2 separate regions of the Phocoena phocoena genome follow, and region 1 is linked to region 2. Evidence: chromatin contacts called from public Hi-C data. All regions are on one chromosome and are shown on one strand. The core of a region is the stretch at or near the end of the contact, and the rest is flanking DNA. Distances in the headings are between cores, read along the strand shown.

Region 1 (6,826 bases), core at 2,073-4,572, 190 kb after region 2:
AAACAGACTGTGAGGTGGCACAAGGCAGTTCAACTGCACCAGGTGATAAATGACAAAAAAAAATTAAAATGAAGCTAGGAAACAAAAGCGCAACATTTTTAAGAACCTTTTAGGGAACGGGTCGAGCGGGATACAATTCCTTACAAAAAGCAGGTATGAGACAAAGCTGAAGACATCTCACCTCCACCACCCCCTCCACCTCCACCGCTGCTGTTGTACTGGTTCTGCTGCCCATAGCCCTGAGGGGGATTATAGCTTTGCTGCTGTCCATAGCTTTGCTGCTGTCCACCATAGCCAGACTGCTGGCCATAGCCCCCACTCTGGGGCTGCCCATAGCCGCTGCTCTGAGAACTGCTACCGTAACTAGGGAAAAGGAAAATACAGAATCATAATGCCAGCATGTCCAAAACCTTCTTTCACTTTCAGTACACCCCATTCTCTGTACCCAACAGAGGCCACCCCCGTTAGTCCTCATGCTCACTCATGCACCCCTAATCTTTCAGTCCTCTCCCCTCTCCCCACAACTCCTTACCTTCCCGAGGCGCTGCTAGGAGCTGGCTGCTGGCCATAGCCAGGGTATGAGGACTGCTGCCCGTAAGACGACTGAGAACTTTGGCTACTGCCATAGCCACCAGCTGAGCCATATCCCTGGGGAGTTGACTGTGTGCTATAGCCTGCTAGAAGAAAAAGAAAGAGGAAGTCACAAAAACTATGATGAAAGAGAAAAGGCAGGGAATGTGTTGAAGAAAACATTATATACCACCTAATGCTTTCCATACTTGAAAAGTCAGCCTCTTAGAAGATGCTTGGAAATCTTGCAACTCACAGTCAGAGATTACCCTTCTCTTTTACCTTAAAGCTTAATATTCCAACTTCAGAGTTCCAACCTCATCCCACCCACCCACACCAAAGCCAGCCTCCTCCAGGACCACCACTAATCACAGCCCAAGAGATCCCTATTAATTAACAGCATTTTAACCTGCCCATAAGGTGTGCAGTACAAATAAGACAACCCCATATTATTTACACTTCAGGACCTCAGGGCAAATTCCACCTCCTGGTGTATCATGTGATATATACAGCAGTCGGACTTCAAACATCTTCAAGGAAGCCATTTTCTCCCTTTAAGTATCTAAAAGTTTTCTCCCTTTAGGCAATACTCCCCCCCACACACCCTGCCCTCCCATTTCACTTTCACTCTTAGGGGAAATGGGGAAAAGTGCAACATAAATAGAAAAGTAAAAAGTCAAAGAAAATAATAGGAAACAATTACAAACCAATTAAGTATTTTTGTTTGAAAGGACTCAAACGCTGAAGTGCTTTAAGGGTCATAGACTGGTTAAAGCACTGCTTAGGTTTAAAAAAAGCAACATTCAGAAACAGCAGGAAGAGGTGGGGTGACCCACTAAAAGAGACTCACTGTTCTGGGCCTGTCCGTAAGAACTACCATAGCTGCTCTGGCCATAGCCTGAAGTGTCCGCTGACTGGCCGTAGCCACTGTAACTCTGCTGTCCATAGGGCTGATTGCTCTGCTGGGAATAGCCCTGCCCAGGCTGGGTTGGGTAGGCCCCATAACTGGAGAAAAAGACAAACCGTGCTCTCAGACAAAAACACCTTAGCCACCCTTGCCCTTTACAAACTCTGGAAGCCCAAAAATGACACTCACCTTTGGGTTGCTTGTTGAGTATAGTCTGAAAAACAGAAACACAATTATATTACCTTCAACCATCCCTAAGAGTAGACTAGAGCGAAAAGTCTTAACTCAAGCTAGCTTTGGGGCCCCCAGAGAGGAAAGTCAACGAGGCATAAATTCCCACATGAAACCCTAGTTGAGAGGAGCAATCTGGCAGACCGTAGTCAAGTTTTCTTACAATAAAGAAAAGTAAAGAAACAGCGAATTTCTACAGAGACCAAGAAGCCTTAAGTACTGGAAAAAGCAAGAGCCTTGGTGAACAGCTCCAATTTTCTGCAACTTCAATCGATGTCAGGAACTGCACAAATTTACACACATTTCCTTCTCACACCCGCTCGAAGACAAAGATATCACCGAAAATCAAGCTAAAGTCACACAGCTGCTTCAGCAGAACAGGTTTTAATTCAAGCCAGAGGCAGAATTGTTCGGAACGTAGCCTCCACTTTCTCAATCCGAAAAACCAGAATGTCTCCAAAGAGGCCGCTCTTCACCCTTTGCCTAATCTTGGAGACAGGAAACGGAAGCTTTTAATGCAAAGCTAGCTAACCAAGAGAAGAGCGCTCTTTGATCCCAAACAACAGAGATCACCATCAAAGAGCGGTCGCCTCGGGAGGCAAGTCGACTGGTACTCAAGTCTCCAGCCCCGTGGCTCCCCACGAGTGCGTTTTCTTATCTCCTCCTTGCCTGCCTCGGGACTGTGGGGAGACTCGGCGAACCGAAGAAAGAGAAAGCGCTTTTAAAACGCCACATGTTAGACGCACTGGCCAGATCCACTCGTCTCGCCGATACAGGAAACGAGGCGCTTCCTCCCGCAGAAAAGAGCAAAAGGACCGGGAGAAGGTGTGGCCTCGGGCGGCCGTTCCTTTCAGTAACCACCTCCGAGAGAGGAAATTTAGGCGGGAAAAGCCTCGGGCCGGGTCCCCAAGTCCGTTGGACCACCCCCAGCCGTTAAGCTGGCCCAAGCCTCCGCCCCCGCCCGCGTGGCAAGCGAGGCGGGAACGAGGCGGTCCCGCCCCTTCCCGAGGGACCCCGGGGGCAAGGCCCAAACCGGACGCGCGCCGCGGAGCCTCCAGCGAAGGGTCTCGCGACAAAAAGCAGGGCCGACACGAGGCGGGAGGGGGGGTTCGCGCCGCCAGAAAGGGGGGAGGGGCCAGCAGAGCGCGTGCGCGCTCCCAATGCCCGGATGCAGCACTGCGACAAAGCGGGCCCGAGCGCGAGGCTCGGAATGAGAAGGAGAAAAGGCTACAGGGACCGGGCATTTCCATCCATGCCTCACGTTTCCAATCACCAAGAAGTGTCCCTCCCAACCCTTACCTCAAGGAAAGGGGCTGCGAAGGGAAGACCTCCCGCCCCGCGCCAGGCGCCAGAGGAGCGAAACAAGATGGCGACATCGGCCTCCCCCTTCCACCCCTCTCCGCTGCTTCCCGCCAGTGCTGCGAGAAGACCCTACACGCGATCGTCGCCCAGGTCCCACCGAAAAACAAAAGCCCGACTGGAAGGTAACAAGGCCCGGGGCCGGCGCGCCACCGCCGCCTCGCGCCCTTACATACCGTTTGAGGCCATGTCCGCGCACGCGCGCACAGGCCGACAATCAGCAAGATTCCAACACCACAGCACCGACGCCTCGAGGACTGAGCAGCCCCGCCTCCTGGGTCGAGGTTTATGTACGCCTCCCCGCCTACGCATGCCGGGGGAACGCACCAACTGCGTAAAGGAAAGGGGGAATGGTGGCCGACTCCTGCAACTCTTCAGGGAGTATAGAGGACCCTAGCAGGCAGAAAGGAAGCGTATTAACTAAGAACCTTGCAAATAATACATATAATCCTCTGTTTTTCTGACAAAGAAGTTATATTTGCTTTTCAGGACTAAGCCCACGTTTCACCCTCACCCCTATGGTGGCATAATGGTACAGCCCGATTACCCTCTGGGGGCGGGGCGAGGGGCCCAGGGCGGTTGCGGGCGGAACTGTAGTCAAAGCCGGGAGCCGAGGGGCGGGAACCGAAATTCCTCAGGCTGGCCCCTTTCACTGGGCCTCACTTTCGCTCGGGATGGAGAGCTCCTGCGCTCCGTTCCCCTTATACTGCATCAAATGCATCCTCCCTCCGGCGCCAGCCTCCCTCTCCGGCTCTAGTGTTCCTCCACCGACAACACACACCGACCCTCTCCCTGCGTGTAGGTATTCACTCATCGTCTTTCAGGCTTGCGTCTGCTGAAGTCCTTATCAGGGTTTGTAGATTGTGACGCTTGCCATGAAAGAAAGCATGGAGTTTATCCCGGAACCTTGGGTCCCAGTCTGGTCAAGCACTGATCGCCCACCCACACCCTCACGGCTTGGCCCGCGAGTAGCTTGGCTTGACTAGCTCTTGGACTGGAAAGCCCAAACCCTCCGGATCTCAAAGAGCACTGAGATTAGATCAGGGATTTCCCAGCCTTTTTACTGATAAAGGGCTACTCTTTATTCTCCTGAAACCCTACCGAGGAACCAATGTGGAGATCCAATAATAACTGATATTTGTATAGAGCTGAAGTGATTTCAAAATGCACAATTAATTGCTTTCCCATTACAGTCTTATGAAGAAGGTAAAGCTATCTCCATTTTACAGGTAAGAAGAATGAGACTCAGGCTGAGTGCAATCCATGATTATAGAACAGCTAAGGGTCAGGGGTCCTGATTTGAATCCAGGTCTGTGTGGCTGCAAAACACTCCTTATGTTGGTTATGCGAACACTTTGAAGTGTTCTGAAGCCTTTTCACTCCCTATAAGAGCAAGGACAAAAAGTGAAATTCAAATTAACTTGCAACTTGCACTCTAATCAGCCTTGCCTAGAGAAGGAAATTTGAAAGTATTGAATAAAACAAGACAAAGGAGGTTATTCCTGGTACATGTGCCATGCGGATTTTCCTTCCCAGCTTACCTGTGATGTGGGTTCCAGAACTTCCTTTGTAGGTTAGACACGTTTTCCTAGAGAAATAATTGTGGGCTATGCCCACAAACTTCTACTAAATTCCTGACTTAGGCCCTAATGGCCCTTGAACACCCTGTCACCCACCCCACCCCACCCCCACTGGGAGGGCATTGTGACACTTGAGTGAGGGCAAAAAGAGTGAAGTCCATCACTCATTCATTCATTGATTCTACAAATATTTATTAAGTACCTACAGTGTTCCAGGGACTGTCCAGGGTACTGAGGATGCATTAGTGTACAAAATAGATAAAGCAATTTAATAACAAAGCTAACATATAATAATAATATTTATATATAACATATTTATAATAACATAACACTTTGATAAGGCTTACTAAGTTTCAGGCAGTGTTCTGAGTGCTGTGAGTATAGCTTGTTTAATCTTATTCTTCACAATAAAATGTTGACATGAGGATTACATTTTACAGATGAACAAAAAGGCATGGAAAGGTAAAAAGCTGTGCCCAGGGCTACACAGAAAGTGGCAAAGCCAGGTTCCCAACCCAGGCAGCCTGGCTCAGAGTTCCGGCTCTTAACCCCCGTGCTTCAGCAAACGTCGCTTGAGCACTGCATAATATGTACCAAGCCTGGGGCAGACCTAGAGAGAAGAGGATAAAAAAATCCAGTCCCTGAGCCACAAGACCTTATAGCCAGTGGGCAAGATGTGGGTGAGACCCACAAACCCCACAAACCCCAAAGTGTATTTGAATCAAATGTGGTAAGTGCTGTAATATGGAATCAAGGACTGCGGAAACTCTTCTGGGAGAGCAAGTCATCCATCAGGTAGACAACCACAGAAGAGGAAAAAGAGGTGGTGACATTGAAGCCAGGCCTTACAGGATAAGTAGGAGTTCACCAAGCAGCAGAGGATATGGTGTAACAGGCAGATGGAATGGCAAAGTCAAAGGCGTGGGTGGGGAAGGGCACTCATGCAGCAGCGTGGCAGGGAGTAATAGGCTCAGACTGTGACTTGTGAAAGGCTACCTCAAGTGACTGTTTCTCCAGGCTTATCTCTCTCAGTGAACCTCTCCTGACTCATGAAACACGGGGGCCTCTCACTCCTTAAAAGTCTCCTTACTTGGCATCCCTGCTCCGGGCCCTCCCCCCTTTCCCACTGTCCATTTAGCTCCTTCCCTGCATTCTCCTCCTCTGCTCGCCCTGCAGATAGCAGAGCTCTCCAGAGTTCTGTCTTCAGCCTCCTTTGCTTCCTCCTCGAGACTCAAAAGCCCCAACCGCAGCCTGGTGTGAAACGCAGCCCGCAGACAGGTTGTCTGTAGCCAACATGTTGGTTTTAATTTTTTCAACCATTTACCAACACTAAAAATAGAGAAAAATCCAAACTTCTGGCTTTTCTTGAAAACTGGAGGCTCTGGCCATCCAAGGCCCACTTTCCCACAGGGCAAGGGTCAGCTGGGACAAGAAGCTGCTGGGGCATGTGCTTGCAACTGACCAGAGTCTCCATTACTTCCTAGTATTCCTGACATGGAAGCCAGAGTCAATCGCCATTTATATCAGGTGTTTAATGTAGTTGTTCTTAGAGTGGAATTAAAAGCAAGGGAAAATATTTCTTCCCTTCAAACGTAAGAAACCAAAGCAGGTCCTGGTTTTCAGGCCTCTACCTGGCCCTTGGAGGCAGTTGAGTTTGTGATTAGTTCCAGATGAGAGGTTCTTAACCTCTTTTTGTGCCAGAGTCTAGTGAATTCTGTGGATCCCTTCTTAGAATATTTTTAAATGCATAAAACAAACATTGTAAGAATACAAAGGAAACCAATTAAGTGAAAATAGAGTTATCAAAATATTTCTTAAAAACATCTTCATGATCAAATATACAGACCTGATAGCATAATATCTGAATTTTGAAGTAGAACGGAATGTAAAAAATGTTTTAAGATACCTGCAACAGCTGCAATGTGATATGAAAATTTCTGAGATTTCTGTTGGTGTTAAAGACCCAGACACTGCTGTGGTTTGTTGCCTATAGACAGCCGATTGAGAAAAATGCTGTGTCAATTGGAGGTTAGTAAAAATTTAAATGTACTCTTTTCTGTCCAAATCTGTGACCCCCCGATGCTATTCTCAGACCCCTAGCAAAGACTCCAAGTTAAAAATTGGCTCTGGAGAATCTCATCCACATCATGCCTTCAACTCCCCGATGTGTAGGTCCAGC
Region 2 (7,027 bases), core at 3,060-5,559:
GCCGGCCCAGGGCCCCAGTATCATAGAGGAAGCCCACGAGGGCTGCCACAACACGAGGGTGCCAGGCGCTGGCGCGAGGATCCCGCAGCAGGCCCATCAGCAGCTCCAAACCACCAGCATCCCGCAGTCGGGCCCGGTTGATAGCCTCCCGGCACAGCAGACACACGGCCCGCACCAGGGGCTGCTGGGAGGCTGGGCTAGCCCCGCTGGGGTCCCGGCGCCGCCGGAGTTCACCTAGTAGCACCTCCACAGCACCAGCGTTGCCCAGCGCAGGCCTTACCAGGCCCTGGGCGCACAGATTGGCAAGGATCAGGATGGCTGCCTCACGCACTGCTCTTTTGGGGTGGGAGGCCAGGCTGACCAGTGGGCCTAGTCCTCCACCCAGACTTAGCTGCTCAGCACAGGCCCGGGAGCAGCCTCGACTCAGCTCCAGGAGGGCACGGACTAAGGCCAAGGTCAGCGCAGGGTCTGGGGCAGCGGCCAGAAGCTCGGCCAGCGGGCGCACCACTCCCTGCTTTGCCAGGGCCAGGCGGTGCTGGGGTGAGTCCGCCAGGTTGCGGAGGGCACGAACCACACTCTGGCGGCACTGTGAGTCCTGGCAGGCCGTCAGGCCCTCAACAAGCAGGGGAACAGCACCTGCAGAGGGAAGAAGACAGGAGGTGAGTGAGGACAGACACCCAAGCCCTTCTCCCACCCCCAAGCCCTGGGTGGCTCCACCCTCAGAGCCTGCTCACCAGCAGAGTGGATGTCCCCACAGCTCTCAGGTTCCATGGCTAAGTTCCCCAGAGCACGGGCCGTTCGGTTCTGGATGCTGTCTGTCTTCACACACTGAAGAATAGTCACTGCAAGAGGGTTTGGCCTCTTGAGGTTTCTACCCCTTCTTGTCTCTCTCATTAATCACCTCAAGAACGTGGCCTGAGAGAGTCAGGGAAGGCCTCCAGAAAAGGCCTAACACTTGTGGGGTCTGGAAGGTTAGACAGGTAGGTATTTGCTAGAAGGATGGTGGATGGGAGTGTTACAGGGCATTTCAGGTTTCGAAGTAACCTTTGCAAAGGCCCAGAGGTGAGATCGAGTGTTTATGCTATGACTTCATGAAGGGCCTTGATCAGGCCAAGGGCTCAGGTCTTGAATGTGAGGGGACTGGGAGCCACACAGCGTTTTAAGAATGGAAGTGACATGATAAAATCTGGCAGCCATGGGGAGAATGGATTACAGGGGGAAAGAATAAGGCAGGGGGAGCAACATGGAGGCTGTTGCAATAGTGAGAAGATGGCTTGACCCAAGTCAGCTACCAGCACAGCCCAGCACAGTCTCTGGGCACGTGATGGAAGAAGGCAAAGAAGTGGATGGATTCAGGAGATATTTAAAATACAAAACAGTGAATGAATGATGGGGGTTATACACTAACAACAAAACTTATATTTATTGAGGACTTATTAATGTGCCAGGCCTCTTGTCAATGAAAATTTAAAATACATTAATGTTTTATTTTATCAAAAAAATTAAGATTTCATCAAAATAGGCATAATTTCATAGCTGGCAATGAAGTGTAAACTGTGTTCACAACATTGCCACTAGGAGGCGCCAATTTCGCTGGTAAACAGAAAAGCTTGCTATCTTTTGTTAGGATTTGTTCTTTTAAAAAAAAATTGAAGTGTAGTTAATGTACAGTATTAAATAAGTTTCAGGTGTACAATACAGTGATTCGCAAATTTTAAAGGTTACACTCCATTTATAGTTATTATAAAATATTGGCTTAGAATTTGTTCTTTATTTTTCTGGCTGTGCCACAAGGCTTGCGGAATCTTAGTTCCCCGACCAGGGATCAGAACCCAGGCCCCAGGAGTGAAAGTGCCGAGTCCTAACCACTGGACGCCAGGGAATTCCCAGGATTTGCTCTCACTGTGCTAGTTTTTAATAACTAGAAGTACCCAGTCCAGACTTAGATATCTGTGTTCTATCTTTGTATTTCATTTTCTCCCTATTCCAGTGTTTTGAGGTAGCTATTACTCCATTTTACAATCCTAGCCTCGGATGGGTCTAGGTGACTGCAGAGCCCACATTTTCAACCACTACACTTTCTGACCCCCAGCTCATCAAATGGGATTTCAGAGCCCTGCACAAGGCTGGACACAGTAGGCACTGAGTGCCTGCTGTGAACATAAATGGAGAGTAAGAATCATTTGAAAGAGTCATCAAATAACCCTTTGGCCTCCACCAGCCCAGATGCGAGAGAGGTGCTCTACAACCAATACTCAGGTAATTGGCATCTGATCTAAGAGGGCTAGGGTATAATTTATAGAGAGAGCAGTGACGTCACGGGTCATGACATCATGAGAGCTGCGGGCGCTGCGCCGTCAGAAAGCACGATCTTCCAGGCTACAACACAAAGAACTCAAGACTCCACCCAGGCCCAGACACAGACAGAGGTGTGGGTAGAATCCTTCTAGGAAATGGGGGCGGAGCACTTACCCAAAGGGATAATGCCTCCGAGTCTGCGCACTTCAGCCCGGCACTCCCCTTCCGTACAGCAGTTGGCTAAGATGCTGAGCGCCAAGTCCAGCGTCTTGCGCAGGAGCGCTGGTGGCGAGGGCGTCGATGACGACACAGCAGAGGGGGCGGGGCCCAGAGAAGGGGCGGGGCCAGAAGTCGCTGACTCGACAGACGAGGGGGCGGAGCCTGGGCCAGCCTGGGAAGGGGCGGGACCCGCTGCAGCCGCTCGCCGTAGCACCGCGAGAAGGGGGCGGAGCCCGCCGCGTGCCCGGAAGCGTTCGATTCCCCCAGCTGCCTTGACGTGGCGCGTACGGAGGGCTAAGAGCGCACGGCCCAAGGGTGTCTCGTTGGTAGCTGTGTCCTTTCCCCCACCTAGACCCTCCCCGGCCGCCTCCGTGAGCTGCGCGAGGCAGAATGAGAGCGAGTCCGCGGGGCTTAGCTTCGCAGCCGCCATCTTGGCTCAGGCCTAAGGCTCCGCCCTTCTCCTCGCAGCTCATCCTAGGGAGCGGAACTGGAAGAGCAGGACGTGGCCATGCACCTCCTCTCTGACGCTTTTTAAATAGCGCCGCCGCAGTTGTCATGCGAGTCGGAAGTTGTAGTTCTCGATCACGGTGCTCTGGCTTGCACAGTTGCAGAAGGCATGTTGAGAGTAGTGGTTAGCTAATCGTAGTGCGAGCCCCAGAGGCGCGTGCGGCGCATGCTGGGATATGTAGTCCGCGCCGAGCTTAAGACGCCTAGCTTAGGATGGATGGGAAACTCTCTCAAGGGACTCGGGTGGGCCGGTGCCTCTGGAGAACCCAGACATCCGATCATGGAGTTTCAGTACAGTGCTGCTCCAGGTGACTTGTCTACTCTGCCCCCAGCGTGTCCTTGGCAGCAACAGCCTTTTCCTTCAGGCTCGCTTCGCCGCCCCTCATTGGTGGCCGGGGCACTGAAGTCCGCGCTGACGGACTGAGAACCCCGAGCCAAGCGGAAAGTATCAAGTTCCTGACAGCGGCTGCAGATGGGAGCACTTGCTCCGCCAGGTGAATGAGAGGGTTAAACTTACCGAGACCGTTCGCTGCCACTTCCTAGAACTGCACGGGCTGGTGGATATTTCCGTTTCCGGTGCTGAATCACTGGGTCCAGAGTGTCTCCAGCTGTGGTTGTGCTTGTGAGCCCAGTGGTTGGTATCTAGGAAACGGTACGTTCTTACCGCTGTGGAGTCGGTGGCTCCAGAAACGGCAAGGGAGGACTCCGACGGGGCCGAGTAGCGGGGGAACCGGTCGTCAGGATCCCAGGGAGTCCCGAGGTCCGCCTTCGATTGCGGAGTTGTTCCACCCAAGCGGCCCTTCCTGGTGTGGCCGGGGCAGCCGGCCGCCCGGGAAATGATGATGGGCCTGCAGTACCTACGTAGGTCAGTCTCTGGCCCTGGGGAGGAAGAAGCCCCTGCCAAGACCAACTATCCTGCAGTCCCCAGAGCTTTCGAGTGCCAGGAGTGTGGACTGTCCTCAGCCTACCTCCCTAACCTCATTCACCACCAAAGCAGCCATGGGGGCGACAAGCCCTACTGCTGCCCGGAGTGTAGCAAAAGTTTCCGACGTGGCTCAGATCTGGTTAAGCACCATCGGGTACACACTGGAGAGAAACCGTACCTCTGTCCTGAGTGTGGCCGTTGCTTCAGCCTGAGCTCCAACCTCATCCAACACCGTCGCTCCCACTCAGGCCTCCGGCCCCACAAATGTCTGGAGTGCGGGGAGGCTTTTGGCCGCAGCTCGGACCTGGTTAAACACCAGCGGGTGCACACGGGTGAGAAGCCTTACACCTGCGCTGAGTGTGGTAAGACTTTCAGCGTTAGCTCCAACCTGATCCAGCACCATCGCACGCACACGGGCGAGAAGCCCTACCGCTGCGGGGACTGCGGCAAGCGCTTCAGCCTGAGCTCCAACCTGGCGCAGCATCAGCGCTCACACACGGGCCAGAAGCCCTACCGCTGTGCCTGGTGTGGTGACAGCTTTGGGCGCAGCTCTTCTCTGCTCAAGCACCAGCGATCGCACACTGGGGAGAAGCCCTACAGTTGCTGTGAGCGTGGCAAGAACTTCACCAACATCTCGGACTGCATACGGCACCAGCGCACCCACAGTGGAGAGCGGCCCTTCAAGTGTCCTAAGTGTGGTCGTGGTTTCAGTGAGCGCACCCAGTTCACCAAGCACCAGCGTGTTCACATGGGTGAACGACCCTATGCCTGCCCAGAATGTGACAAATCCTTCTCCCAGAGCGCCAAGCTCCTTAAACACCAACGCTCGCACACAGGCGAGAAGCCCTATAAGTGCCCCAGCTGCAGCAAGAGTTTTGGAGACAGTTCACATCTGCTGCTGCACCAACACCCTCACACGGGCCAGAAGCCTTATGCTTGCGGCGAGTGTGGCAAGAGCTTCCGCCGGAGCGCCCACCTGCTCATCCACCAGGTGGCGCACAGCGGTGAGAAGCCCTACGTCTGCCTGCAGTGTGGCAAGGCCTTCGCCCGCAGCTCCAACCTGGGCCAGCACCAGCGGACGCTCCAGGGGCACAGCCCCTGCCAGTATCCCTTGCTTAAGTTGCAGCCCAGACTTCAGCTCTGACTTTAGTCCAGTCCTCAAGGAGCCTGAGGGGCCCAGCATTTCTCAGTAAACCTCACTTCTGCTCCTCTAGGGCTGCTGATTAGCGGGCTGAATCAGGGAACCCCAGGCTGGAGGAATCGGAACAGAAAAGTGGGCTTAGGCCTGTTCTCTGAGGCCCTGGAGATGGAATTCCAGCTGGAGGGAGAGTTTGGGGATGGCAAGAGCTGGCCCAGCTGCTTTAAGATGCAGAACACCTTTGGCGGCCTAGGTGTGTCCCTTCACAGGCCTAGGGAGTGATGGGGCTAATCACACCAAGAGCAACAGTTACGTCAGCCCAGAGCAATGGGACTCAATGCCAGGCAAGCCCCTGTGAGGAACGCAGTAGGGGAAGAGGGGGTCGGGGAGGTCCTCACCTCCAGAGGGGACCATAAGGCAGGCTGTGTTCTAGCACAAGTATCAGAGTTTGAATTTGGGACCATTAGGTGAGCTCTGGGGTGTGTGACCCCTTTGAAAGAGAGCTGTCTTTACAGGGTGAAGCTGGTGGGGCCCAGGGCCAAAGCAAAGGACCGGGAGGCCTGTCTGTTGAGTTCGGGGGGTGCCCGGTGACATTTCTAGGCAAGGGCAGAAGGCCCGAGGTTGGTCGTCTGCCCCTACCTCTTCTTTAGCCTTTTCCCTTGCAGGCTCCCCAGGCTTTTTCTCTGATCCCTCAACAGAGGAGAAAATGTGAAGATTCACTTGTGCCCGGACACCGGGGACTAGACATGGTCATTTTGCCAGGGCACTGGGGCGGGCTGCCTCCGTAAACAAATGTGTTTCTATTGGTAAAACTTAGAGTATATGGGAGCCAGAGGGAGGCTTCCCGAAGCACTGCACAATGTGTGCCCAGAGCAGAGTCTAAGCTGTGAGGCCCTGCTCTCCCCCCCGTAGCTGGCTGTGTTCCTGGGAGAGGCACAGAATGTAGCCCTTATGAGGTTGGGGGAGGCCTAATGCCCACCCCATGGGACCATGAGCCTCATGCATCTGGTGCCCTGTCCCCAAATCTTGTCTCTCACCAGGTTTGGTGCATCTAGAACCGTATCCACGGGGAAGAGGGGCCGAAGGGGAGGGATGTGAGGTAACTCCTCTCTCAGCTTCTAGCACAGAGTGTCCAGGCTTCTCTTTTTGTGACTGCGTGACCTTGGACAGGTCTGCCTCTTCTAAGCTTCAGTCTCTTCATCTGTAAAACAGGGATGATGAAAGGACTCAGCAAGGAAAGGACTCAGCAGTCCTCAGTTCCCTGCTCTTCCTCAAGTCTGTCACCCTGTCACCGGTGGTGTCGGCCCACAGACATCACGCCAGCGCGCTTCCTAGCTTCTCCCAAAGGTTACAGAAATGAGTGAGACAGCCCCAGTCCTGGAGTAGTTTGGTGTCGTGAAGGAGATGGACTCAGGCTCGATGCTGGCACTGGAGAAAGGGCATCACCTGGAGTAAGTCTAAGAGGCTTCATGAAGGTGACATCTAATGGATGCCACTTGTCTCCTCAAGCTGGGTCTGTGATGAACAGATGGGTTCTGGCATATTCCCCATCAGTGGCATCTCAATATAGCACAAGCCAGTGACTGAGTTGGAGGCCTGAGCCAGGTGCATCCGTAGTAGGCATTCAATAAATAGTTGTTATGATCAGGTCCTGTTTACTCTTACTAGTGACCTTGGGGCCTCAGCTTCCTCAAAGCTGGATTGCGTTCTCTGCAAATTTGTAACTGCAAGTGGACGTTAGGTACATGGCAGGGGTGGGCATGGGAGGAGGATTAGTTTGCAAAATCCCTTTCAGTCAACTGGAAGCTAATTTCTCACATTAAGGTAAATAGCCATGTGCCCCATCTCCTCTCAGTTGTAGAGACAGGTCCTGCCCAGAGCAGGGAGGCAGGCCAGTCCTTGGAAACAGGAAGGATGGGCTTAATCCAACAGGGGTTTAT

The links. Hi-C and Micro-C count contacts between places; a contact is called where the count stands out from the background.
Region 1: a Hi-C map of lung shows a contact between it and region 2, with 3 times the contacts expected there. The contact joins the promoter of FUS here to the promoter of ARMC5 in region 2. A contact is called at or near these places in 2 of 2 Hi-C or Micro-C datasets (kidney and lung).

What each region holds. Positions count from the first base shown.
Region 1 is chr15:15,393,774-15,400,599 of mPhoPho1.1, forward strand. FUS (FUS RNA binding protein) reads right to left here and starts at 3,323. Exons shown (of 15, transcript XM_065892910.1): 1 at 3,244-3,323; 2 at 1,667-1,691; 3 at 1,421-1,575; 4 at 533-677; 5 at 182-363. The coding sequence starts at 3,256.
Region 2 is chr15:15,200,972-15,207,998 of mPhoPho1.1, forward strand. It overlaps ARMC5 (armadillo repeat containing 5), which reads right to left and starts at 4,310. Exons shown (of 8, transcript XM_065893172.1): 1 at 4,212-4,310; 2 at 3,542-3,666; 3 at 2,473-3,004; 4 at 735-842; 5 at 1-636. The coding sequence starts at 2,947. LOC136135270 (zinc finger protein 436-like) reads left to right here and starts at 3,305. Exons shown (of 2, transcript XM_065893173.1): 1 at 3,305-3,315; 2 at 3,671-5,093. The coding sequence starts at 3,305. The coding sequence ends at 5,093.